2 separate regions of the Macaca mulatta genome follow, and region 1 is linked to region 2. Evidence: chromatin contacts called from public Hi-C data. All regions are on one chromosome and are shown on one strand. Each heading gives the region's core, a stretch centred on a gene start, on an enhancer-like site or on the middle of the called end of the contact. The rest is flanking DNA. Distances are from core to core; before and after follow the strand shown. Region 1 holds the start of CCR5 (C-C motif chemokine receptor 5). Region 2 has its middle 55 kb from the start of XCR1.

The links. Hi-C and Micro-C count contacts between places; a contact is called where the count stands out from the background.
Region 1: a contact with region 2 is called in a Hi-C map of CD4 T cells, with 3 times the contacts expected there. The contact joins the promoter of CCR5 here to the enhancer-like site in region 2. A contact is called at or near these places in 6 of 14 Hi-C or Micro-C datasets (CD4 T cells, blood, cortical neurons and 3 more).

What each region holds. Positions count from the first base shown.
Region 1 is chr2:109,731,669-109,737,244 of T2T-MMU8v2.0, reverse strand. It overlaps CCR5 (C-C motif chemokine receptor 5), which reads right to left and starts at 1,648. Exons shown (of 2, transcript NM_001309402.1): 1 at 1,623-1,648. It overlaps LOC106996934 (a long non-coding RNA gene), which reads left to right and starts at 1,261. Exons shown (of 3, transcript XR_001443031.3): 1 at 1,261-1,369; 2 at 1,906-2,061.
Region 2 is chr2:109,436,422-109,441,533 of T2T-MMU8v2.0, reverse strand. No RefSeq gene overlaps it. Among named protein-coding and RNA genes, the nearest start is that of XCR1, 55 kb to the right of the region's middle. Within about 2 kb of position 3,708, at least 4 of the 40 cell types and tissues checked have an H3K27ac peak or open chromatin away from gene starts, as enhancers often do. A contact at or near this core is called in CD4 T cells, where this site is marked.

The DNA of each region.
Region 1 (5,576 bases), core at 399-2,898, 300 kb before region 2:
CCTCCTGGGTTCACGCCATTCTTCTGCCTCAGCCTCCTGAGTAGCTGGGACTACAGGCACCCATCACCACACCTGGCTAATTTTGTTTTTGTATTTTTAGTAGAGATGGGGTTTCACCGTGTTAGCCAGGATGGTCTCCATCTCCTGACCCTGTGATCTGCCTGCCTCGGCCTCCCAAAGTGCTGGGATTACAGGCGTAAGCCACCACGCCTGGCCTAATTTTGTTTATTTTTATAGAGACAAGATCACACTATGTTGCCCAGGCTGGTCTCGAACTCCTGGGCTCAAGCAATCCTCCTGCCTCAGCCTCCTAGAATGCTGGGATTGCAAACATGAGCCACCATGCCCGGCTGCAACTCCGTCTTAAGATGTTTATTGATGCTGCCATTCTCTGGAGTTAGTCCACAAAGAGCATGCACTATGAGCAAGTCAGTAATAATTAAGAGACCTCGAGGGCACATACTGGATGCCAATCACTGTCTAAGAGTCATACCCATTCTTTCATTTAATCCTCAGGGCAACCTTATAAGGCAGGAAATATTTTTCATATTTTGCAGACAAGGACTTTGAAGCATACAGAGGGCGAGTAACTTGCTCAAAGCCACCCAGCTGGGAAGCAACTGATTTTGAATGCAGGAAGCCTGCACTCTTAACTACCATGCTACCCTCCCTCTCACTCCTGGAAAAGAGAATTAAAAGGCAAGACCATCAGATGTTCGGTGCTGTGATACAGTCAGAGTGAAATGGCCAGACGCTCAAGTCCCCCGAGAAGCTCATAGACGCCAACAGAGAATTGTAAAATCCTCACACTTTCTGTGAAGTTTGTGTTTATAGTTTCTGAGTTGCCACAATTAAGAGTTTTCATACACACCCAAGAAATAATAAAATAAAAAAAATGTTTCGTCTGCCACCACAGATGAATGTCATGCATTCTGGGTAGTTTAGTCTTATAACCAGCTGGCTTGCCTAGTCTATTTAAGTTCAGCTGCTCTAGCTGAGAATTTTCTCTTATTAAACCCTGCGAGTCTCAAATTCCCTGCATCTTAGATTAGGCAGCTGGGAGAAGCCTCTAGAAAAGCTCACTTTTAATTTAGAGCCATAAAGAATTACATATTAACTGTGCCATGCAACTGATATATTAGAGGAAAATTTTATCTGACGTTTGTAATTTGATATTAATTTGGACCATTTTTAGGCTTCCCTCTTGTCTGGAGGAAAAAGGAAAAAGAGAACCAGACTTAGACACAACTTCTTGTGGGCACATATTCAGAAGGCATTTCACTGGAGAGGGTTTAGTTCTCCTTAGCAGAAGATAAGATTTCAAGATTTCAGCTAAGACTCATCTCTCTGCAAATCTTTCTTTTGAGAGGTAAGGACTGTTAGTTATTAAAATACTATTGCTCCCTTTAAAGTCTTTCACTCACAATCATGTTTTGTATCTTTGATGTTATAATAATCTGAAACTCATTCTAAACTCTGACCCTTTCCTCATCTTAAAGATTATATTTTAAGATAATTGTATGAGCACTTTGTGTTTGCCAAATGTCTTCTCTGGGTTTCCTGTTAAGGCTTTTACTCATCTCAGAAGCTAACTAATAGGCCAAGCAGCTGAGGTTACTTACCAGGGAGAGTTTCTTGTAGGGGAACGGATGTCTCAGCTCTTCTGGCAGATGAGTTGTGCAAATCAATCATATAGACAGTATAAAAGTAGGAAATGCTGTTTCTTTTGAAGGAGGGCGGAGTTAAATAATTGAGTATTGAAGGCGAAAAGAATCAGAGAACAGTTCTTCTTTTCAAGTTGAGCTTAAAATAGGCTAGAGAGTAGATCTCGGGTCTGAAAGTTTATTCACGGGCTTTCCTCACTGGATTATTTTGTTTTTGTTCTCTGCTCATCCAACTACACAGAATCTGTTAGAAAATATAAAGAATAAAGGATATTAGAGCTAGAAGAACATTTACATTCACCTAGTCAAAAGCCTACGTTTGAGTAAAAGAAATTACTACCAAGAAGCAAATGATTTGTACAAGATCACAGGGCTTTTCAACAGTAAAGCTAAAAAGGTAAGAAAATTCTGATTATCTTAAGAGTTGCCATCAATTGAAGCCAACTTAAACCAACTTTAAATGTAGAGGGGGATCCTGGACTTCATGTTAACCCTGTGCCCCCTTTTTCCCCACTCTCCCCGTATCCCCTATCCCACTCCCCATACACATGAACTCACCACCCAATATTACTCCGTAAATGAAAACAACCTGTTGTCTAAAGAGTTTTAACTATAGGCGGGTGGGTGAGCTAACCAGGTTTCCCATCTTTATCTGGACTCAGGATCTTAGTGGGGATTTTCACTGTTCACTATTTTGTGGCCCTTCAGACCAGTAAGCATTTATGAGGACTCACACTATGCCAGGTACATAGGTGGCAGGATTCTTCACCCCAGATACAATCTATCCGGAGCTATGAGAAATTTTCCACATGACAGAAGTATATGGTCAAGTTCAGGTTCTTTATGACAATATTATGTACAGTCATATCAAGCTCTCTTGGTGGTTGGTGACGTCTGAAAATCTCAAGTATTGTCAGCAGATCTTGGGAGACAGCAGAGAGCTACTCCTGAGCCACAAGATGCCCTTCTGGGCTTCCGTGACCAAATAAAAAGCTTTGGCTTGTGATCTCTAAGAAGGCAAAGGAGACCCCAAACAGCAAAATTATATGCCCCCAAACCTACAGAGGCAGCCTAACCCAGGGGTTAAGCCAGAGGCCTCTGTAGTCAGACTGCCAAGCTTGAAACCTGTCTTACCCTCAGCTTTCTCATCTGGGTGTTGGGCTGAATGACAGTAGTCATTTCATGGGTTGTTGGGAGGATTCTATGAGGCATCCACAGCCAGCATCTAGCACATACTATACACTCAGTAAACATCAAACTCTTAGTTACTCTTTCAGTAATCCTTTGTCAGAGAGAGTTTATTTGATTACACCCTAGTAAAATTGTTTCACTGGAGTCTCTGTCTATAGCAGATTAGTTTCAGCAAACTAGAAGCTGAAAAGGTGAAGCTCATTGCTGGTGCTTGGAGAATAGAAAGAAATGACTGCTTGGGAAAAGCCAGAAAAGTACAGAAATAGCCCCGCGATCAAGACACCCCACCCCCGCCCCACATAGGGACATATGTCTCTGTTACAACAGAGCTCAGTAACTGGTAATCATAACAAGGACAGTGAATCATCAAGAAAATGTTCAAGTTCATCCCATATGTGCAATTCAAAAGGCATTGATTAAGAACTGTAGTCATGCTGCTGGGTTTAACCTCCAGCGTCATTACTACTACTTGGCTTTGACCAAATTATTGAAGCTCTCTGCCTTAGTTTTCTTAACTGTAGAGTGGAGGTTTTTAAAAAACCCAAATACAAACTTACTCAATACGCCTGCGGTGGAGATGGAATGACACAAGTGTAGAGGCTTTCAGGCACCCGCCCTCAGGGGGCTGTTTAAGCAGGGAAATATAGTGTGCTTTTGAAAGAGTTCAAAAATAGGTAACAAATAAATTAATACAAAATTTTATAGAAAATAGATAACATAAATACGACTTTGGTTTTTAGAAAGATAGCCTTGTATTTACTGGTAATCTGCTTGTGCAGAACTGCTGGAGGCTGCCGGACCAACACTGTATTTCTGTTTGTGACAATTGCTGGTTCTTACTTTCACCATGCAGAGCTGAGGCTTTGCCATGTTCTGCGTGTTTGTCATTAGGGTGGTGGAGGATGTGAAGACATGCTCACCCCCAGAGGGCAATGTGGGCTAGCAGAGCAGGCTCGGAGTCACACAGACTGTGCTGCTGACTTACTGTGTGACCTTGGCAAGATACTTCCACTGCCCAAGCTTCCATTTCCTCATCTGTTAAATGACATGCTAGACCTGGGGCAGCTTCCACCCTAAATACTACATGACTCCATGGACAAGTTGGTTTGAAAAATATATACTAGATGGGAAACAAGGTGAGGATTCATAGCCCGAAACAAGGAAGCACAGCTTTGCAGTATGTGTTACTCCACTTTTGGGTTTCTGGTCCAGAGATGTGTTCTAGTAATCACTCAGGACAGGGGAGTTCAGCCCAAGGATTCACAAGAAAGTGGGGACCCATGGGAAATTCTTCAGCATTTAAATAAAATGTTCTGGATACAATAATGGCAACAAGCCAGCAGCTTATCACGCTGTGATTTAGTTGCTTGGTGTCTGCTACTCTTTCTACTTTGTCCTTCTCAGTTTGCATGGCTCTTGTTCTCTTTTTATTATTAAATATGTTCAGACTCCCCATGGGAAATGAATTTTTGATCAGTTTGTCACTCTAGACTCCATGCCCATATTGGAGGGTGTTTCGTGCCATCCCTCCTTTTTGGGGCCTTTTTGTCTTTAAGCAGCTGCTCCATGTCTAGTCGCTGTACCTATGTTCCAAGCGTTGCTTTGCTTTCTTCTTGCCCACACCATTTCTGGACCATATTTTCAGACCATCATCAACAGGATGGGGAGAATGTTAATTATTCACTGCGGGTGCAAGGGCCAACTACACAAGCACAGTGAGCAGGAACCCTGCCATACAGCAGCTGTTGTGAAAATCCCTGGGGCCTGAGTTGACTCCTGGTCAATATCAGTCAACAGTGAGATGGGCTATGAAAAGAGCAAATGAATCTTTTATTTTTAAAAACAAATGTCTAGGCCGGGTGCGGTGGCTCATGCCTGTAATTCCAGCACTTTTGGAAGCCAAGGCAGGTGGATAACTTGAGGTCAGAAGTTTGAGACCAACATGGCCAACATGGTGAAACCCCATCTCTACTAAAAATATACAAAATTAGCTGGGCGTGGTGGTGCGCCCCTATAGCCCCTATAGTCAGGAGGCTAAAGTGGGAGAATCTCTTGAACCCAGGAGACAGAAGTTGCAGTGAACCAAGATCGGGCCATTGCACTCCAGCCTGGGCGACAGCAAGGCTCTGTTTCAAAACAAAACCAAACAAACAAACAAAATGTCTAATTACAAAACCAACACAAGCTCATTGTATTAAATTGGGAAAAGCAGAAAAAAGGAAAAAATTAGGTACATTCTCACAATATCAAAACAATGTCTTTTAAGACATGATGTTTCAATTCTGACTTTTCCCATGAACTTTTTGATTAATTGTTCTCATGCATATAGCATTCTGTAGGTGGCTCTTTTTTTTGGCTAAAGATTATAGTGTAGACATTTTCCTATATTATTAAACAATTCTTTATAAGTATAGTTCTTTATTATTTTTACTGAGGAAGGACACACTGATCCTAGTGCAGCTTGGCGAGTTTTGATATGCATACATGCATGTAACTACCACTCCTGATGAAGATGATAAAAGATATCCCTATCACTTCAGAGGGTGCCTTTTGCTCCACCCAGAGGTAAGGGCCACTCTGTCTTTATAGAGATTAAATGAGCCTGTCTTTAACTTCTATAAATTCTTTAACTTCTTCTATAAGAAGACAGATACTGTCTTCTTTCCCATCTGGCTTCATTCATTCAACAAAATACCCTTAATTATATTTAACAGAGTTCTG
Region 2 (5,112 bases), core at 2,459-4,958:
GGGCATAGAACATCTGAGTTTTCATGTGAACTCAAGATTCTGCCACTTGGATAGCCATGAACAAGTTGTTGGCCAATTCCAGCCTCAGTTTCCTCATGAGTCAAATCAAGCTAATGGTTTTCGGCCTGGGTTCCTTGGAGCCTTAGGGTTCTTCAGAGTTACTTGGAGTTTGCCATAAGGAGGCATCCCCTACACCAGTGTTGTCCAATAGAAATATAAAGTGAGTCACATATGCAATTTTCAATTTTTGGTAGGCTGGGTGCAGTGACTCACGTCTGTAATCCCAACACTTTGGGAGGTCGAAGGGGGCAGATCACGAGGTCAGGAGTTTGAGACCAGCCTGACCAATATGGTAAAACCCCATCTCTACTAAAGATACAAAAATTAGCGGGGCATGGTGGCACACGCCTGTAATCCCAGCTACTCAGGAGGCTAAGGCAGGGGAATCACTTGACCCGGTAGACGGAGGCAGATGTTGCAGTGAGCCGAGATCATGCCATTGCACTCCAGCCTGGGCAACAGAGTGAGACTCTGTCTCAAAAAAAAAAACAAAAAAAAAAAACAAAAAAAAAAAAACTTGGTAGCTACATATTTTAAAATCTAAAAATAAATAGGTAATTAGCCAGGTGTGACGGTGGGCATCTGGAGTCCAAGCTACTCAAGAGGCTGAGGTGGGAAGATTGCTAGAGCTCAGGAGTTTGAGGCTACAGTGAGTCATATCATGCCACTGCATTCTAGCCTGGGTGACAGAGTAAGACCGAGTTGGTAATAAGTAAATAAATAAATGTGAAATTAATTTTAATATTATCTTTTATTTATTGAATATATCTAAAATATCATTTCAACATGTAATCAACTGATTGCACATATTAATAAGATGTTTTACATTCTCTTTATTGTACTAAGTCTTCAATATCTGGCATATGGTTTGTATGTAAGCACATCTCAATTCAGACCAACCACATTTCCACAGCGCAGTGGCTGCTAGGTTGTGCAGCCGGAGGAGGAATTGTCTTTAAGAAGAGAAGACCTCTCTCTAGTGGACAAAACAGAAAAATACATGAGAGACCAATGGATTAAATGAGCAAAACACTGGAAAACACAGGCATATTTGGGGGTGCAAAGGGGTCGGTTCAGCTAGAGTGTGATGGGGAGAGTGATGGGGAAAGGAGGGAGTGTGAGAGAAGAAACCACGAGATCATTGGGCCTCTCCTGAACCCTGTGGTTTTGATGACATCAGTTTCTCTGAAAAGTGCCTTTGGATTGTGAACTATCACACAAAAGAGTTCTGTCTTTATAGCTGAGACTTAGTGAGGCGTAGGGGATACAATGAAAGTAGAATATGACTCTACAGCTTAAAGCATAGACTATAGAGCCCAACAGCCTGGGTTCTAGTCCTCACTCTGCCTCTTGTTGGCTGGGATAAATAGACACAGTTTCCACATCTATTAAATGGGAATGTGGCCATCAACAGTTCTTACCATCCTTCTACATGTATGCCTGCTGTCTTCCCATCAAGATCTGGAGTTTACTTCCCTTCCTTTGAATCTAGGGTTACCTTGTGATTTACTTGGACCAATACAATGTGGCAGAAGTGAGGCTGGTGGCCTCTGGGAAGCCAGCTGCCAACTGTAAAGCTTAGGCTAGACAAGCAAATGATGAGAAACCACGTGAAGAAAAAAAGTCCACATGGAGGAACCCGAAGCACTAGACATGACTGAATTCTTCCTGAACCTTCCAGCTGAACCCAGCCACAGGAAGAATGAACAGAAGAACTACCTAGCTGAGCCTCACCTGAAATTCCAGACCAAAGAATCATGAGAAATCATACACTGTTATTGTTTTAAGCCACTAAGTTTTGAGTGGTTCTTTAGATACTAATAGATAACTGAAACAAATATGATATTTGCTATACTTATCTCATAGAGCTGTGTGAAGATCAAATGAGATAAGGCATGTACCATGCAGTGCCTATGATAAACACTCAAAAATTGTAAATATTATTGTAATAGTAGTCATATGAGTATGGTCCATAATAACTGTTGTCATTTTGATATTAGGACATGCCTAAGTAATACAAGCCAGACTCACCTACCAGTACTTTTGAAAATGAAAATCTATTTCTTTGAGTGATCATTTGGTTCCAAAAATATCTTAAGCTGAAGTATGGGCACTGGAAGTAGGGGGCAGATGTGACTGTCCAGACATCAAGAATGTGCTCATAAAATAATGTATTTTTAAAGTTATCAAATGACAACGGACAATTAAAAATTCTCCCAGATGACTTGAGGACTGTACAGAATACATTCCTATTTTAGGAAACACTGCTGTGCATGCCAGGCAGACACTGGGGACTCCAGGCAGGAGCAACATGACAAGACATTGTATCCTCCAGGCCAGCATGTGCAGAATGGGCGGGTGTGGGAGGATGGAGGAGGATGACAGCAGCCCCCATGTCATGGCCCAGGGTACGAATGTGTGAAATCCAAAGTAGGGGAGGACAGGGGACAGAGAGTCTAAGGGTGTGGAAAACAGCGTCAGCCACTTTCAGATCAGAGGATGAGAAGGGGAGTGGCACAGGAGGAAGAGAAGGCACGGGGGAAAGATTTGAGTTCAATTTGGGGTTAGTTGAGTCTTGGGTGGTGCTATCCTTGTCTTGGGTTGGATTTCTGAAAGCAGAGCCTAAGAAGGAGATTCTTGTGCAAAGTAAGGCATGGAGAAGGGCTCTCAGGAGAAATGTGTAGGAGTGAGGGAAGCAGGATAAATCAGAGGACAGGGTGGGCAGAAGTCTGGCCTCAGCCTGGCCACGCCCAGGGCTGGAGTAAGGTAAGGCACTGCAGAGGCGTCCCTTGCTACGACAGGTGGCTGAGCTTCTATGGCCCAGCATCAGTCAGCTGCTAGTCACAGGCAGCTGGGAGGAGTATGAGAAAGCTCCACAACCTCTAAGCATGACAGCGCCCCATCAGCTATGGTAGTGAGTCCCAAACATGTCTGTCTAAGGGCAACTCTTGGGCTTCAGAAATGCTGATGTTGGATCCCACCCTCAGAGACTGTGATTCAGTTGGCCCGTGGTGTGGCCTGGCTTTGGACATTTTACTATATCCCCAGGTGACTGGAATGTGCAGACAAGCTTGAGCTAAGGGCCATCCTCCAGAAAAGGGTGCAGGTGTGAAAAGTTAGCAGCCAGGACTCTTAGCACCTAAGGCATGGGTGCATCAGCAGGTAGAGCCATGGGAGAGCATTACAGCAACTGCTACGTCACAAGACATCACACTGCTCAGACTCTGTTGTGCCCAAGAATCTGCTAGGTCAGAGGAGTGTCCTACCAAAATGCAGAGTCTGATTCAGCAGGTCTGGGGTTAGGCCCAGAACTGCATTTCTAACAAGTTCCCAGATGATGCTGTCACACCAAAGACCACACTAAGTAAGGAAGTCTTACACCAAGGTTGACCACTGTAGATCTGTAGCTCAAGAGGGAGGTTTGGACTGAATGTATGGAGCTGGGGGTGCCAGCATTATGCATGATTATTGGGACATGGAAGTGAGTGGGAGTATTGGGGGACAGTGCACGGGCAGATCAGTGAGCCAGGCCAAGGCCAGACTCCTGACCTTGGGAGTGAAAACTGATGGCAGGCTTGCTGCTGGAAGGAGAGTGAATGTGGTCTATGCTTTCAAGAAATTTGCTGTGAAGGGGAGGGGCAGACAGGATGGAGCGCAAACTCAAAGTGTTTAAAATGGAGAAAAAAATACTCGAACCACAATACAGGCTGCAGAACAATTGTCATGATAAGATCAAAAGCATCAGAGGCAGTCAAGAGGCTGGTTAGGAATAAAGACTGGAGCCAGCTTTGCTGCTCCCTGGCAACATGACTTTGGCCAAGTTACTTGCCTCCTTGTGCCTCAGTTCCCTGGTCTGTATAGATGTAGATCACATTAGTACCTGCCTCTTGTGTTTGCAGTGTGATGAGTTGTGTTTGTGGTGATGGAAACTTTTTTTTTTTTTTCCAAAATAATATATGTCAAATGCTTAGAGCAGACATAGGCTGCTCCATGTGTTAGCTATCATGATTACAAGAACTTCTTAAGAGGGGCAAGGTTTTCTGCGAGTGCTGTCAACCTAAAATGAAGAAGCTGAGCACAAAATAGAATTTTAAAGACTTTACTTGAGCCAATGTGAGGCCAGCTGCCCGGCACACCCTTCCAAGTTGCCTTGGGGAGTACTCCATCCGGCTTTTGTTGCATTCAGGCTTTTTTTAAAAAATAATTTCAACTTTTATTTTAGCTACGGGAGGTACATGTGCACACTTGTTACGAAGGTATATTGCATGTTGCTGAGGTTCAGGGTACGACTGATGCCATCACCCAGGTGGTGAGCATAGTACCCAATAAGATACTTGTTCAATTCTCACCCCACTCCTTTCTTCCGCCCTCTAGTAGCCCCCAGTGTCTGTTGTTTCCATCTTTATGTCTTTGTGTGCCCAGTGTTTAGCTCTCACTTATAAGTGAGTACATTCAGTATTTGGTTTTCTGTTCCTGCATTAGTTCGCCTAGGATAATGGCCTCCAGCTGCATCCGTACAAGTGGGTTTTTAAAGATACAAAGAAGGCAAGGAGTGAGCTGATAAAAAGTTGGCAGGAATTCTCATTGGTTTACAGAAATAACATTGATTAGGGATTGGCTTTACATTGTTGAGCTGGAGGATATGAGTTATGGCATCCGGTGCATGGCATTTTACAGCTACTTAGCATCAGTTAGTCTAGAGTCCACATAGCAAGTGGCTTCCAGAGTAATTACTTAGCTCAAGGGAGGCATGAGATGTGATGGCTTTTCATTCCAATGCCTTTCTGGGACTGATAATTTAAAAGGGCTCACATTCCTATGATTAATAGTTTCTTTTTGCTCTCATTTCCTTCCTTTTGATCACAAATTTTTCTCCTCAAAAGCACTGATGATACAAATCTGAGTGTCAGCTTGTCCCCGGTCACTGGGAAGGCTCATTCCTGGGTAGTCATGTCCCACATGGGGGAGTGGAGACATCTCAGGGAGAAATTTGAAGAGCACCAAAAAGCTGAATCAGGATGACATTAAGGAATGGCAAAAGTGAGTCCTCAG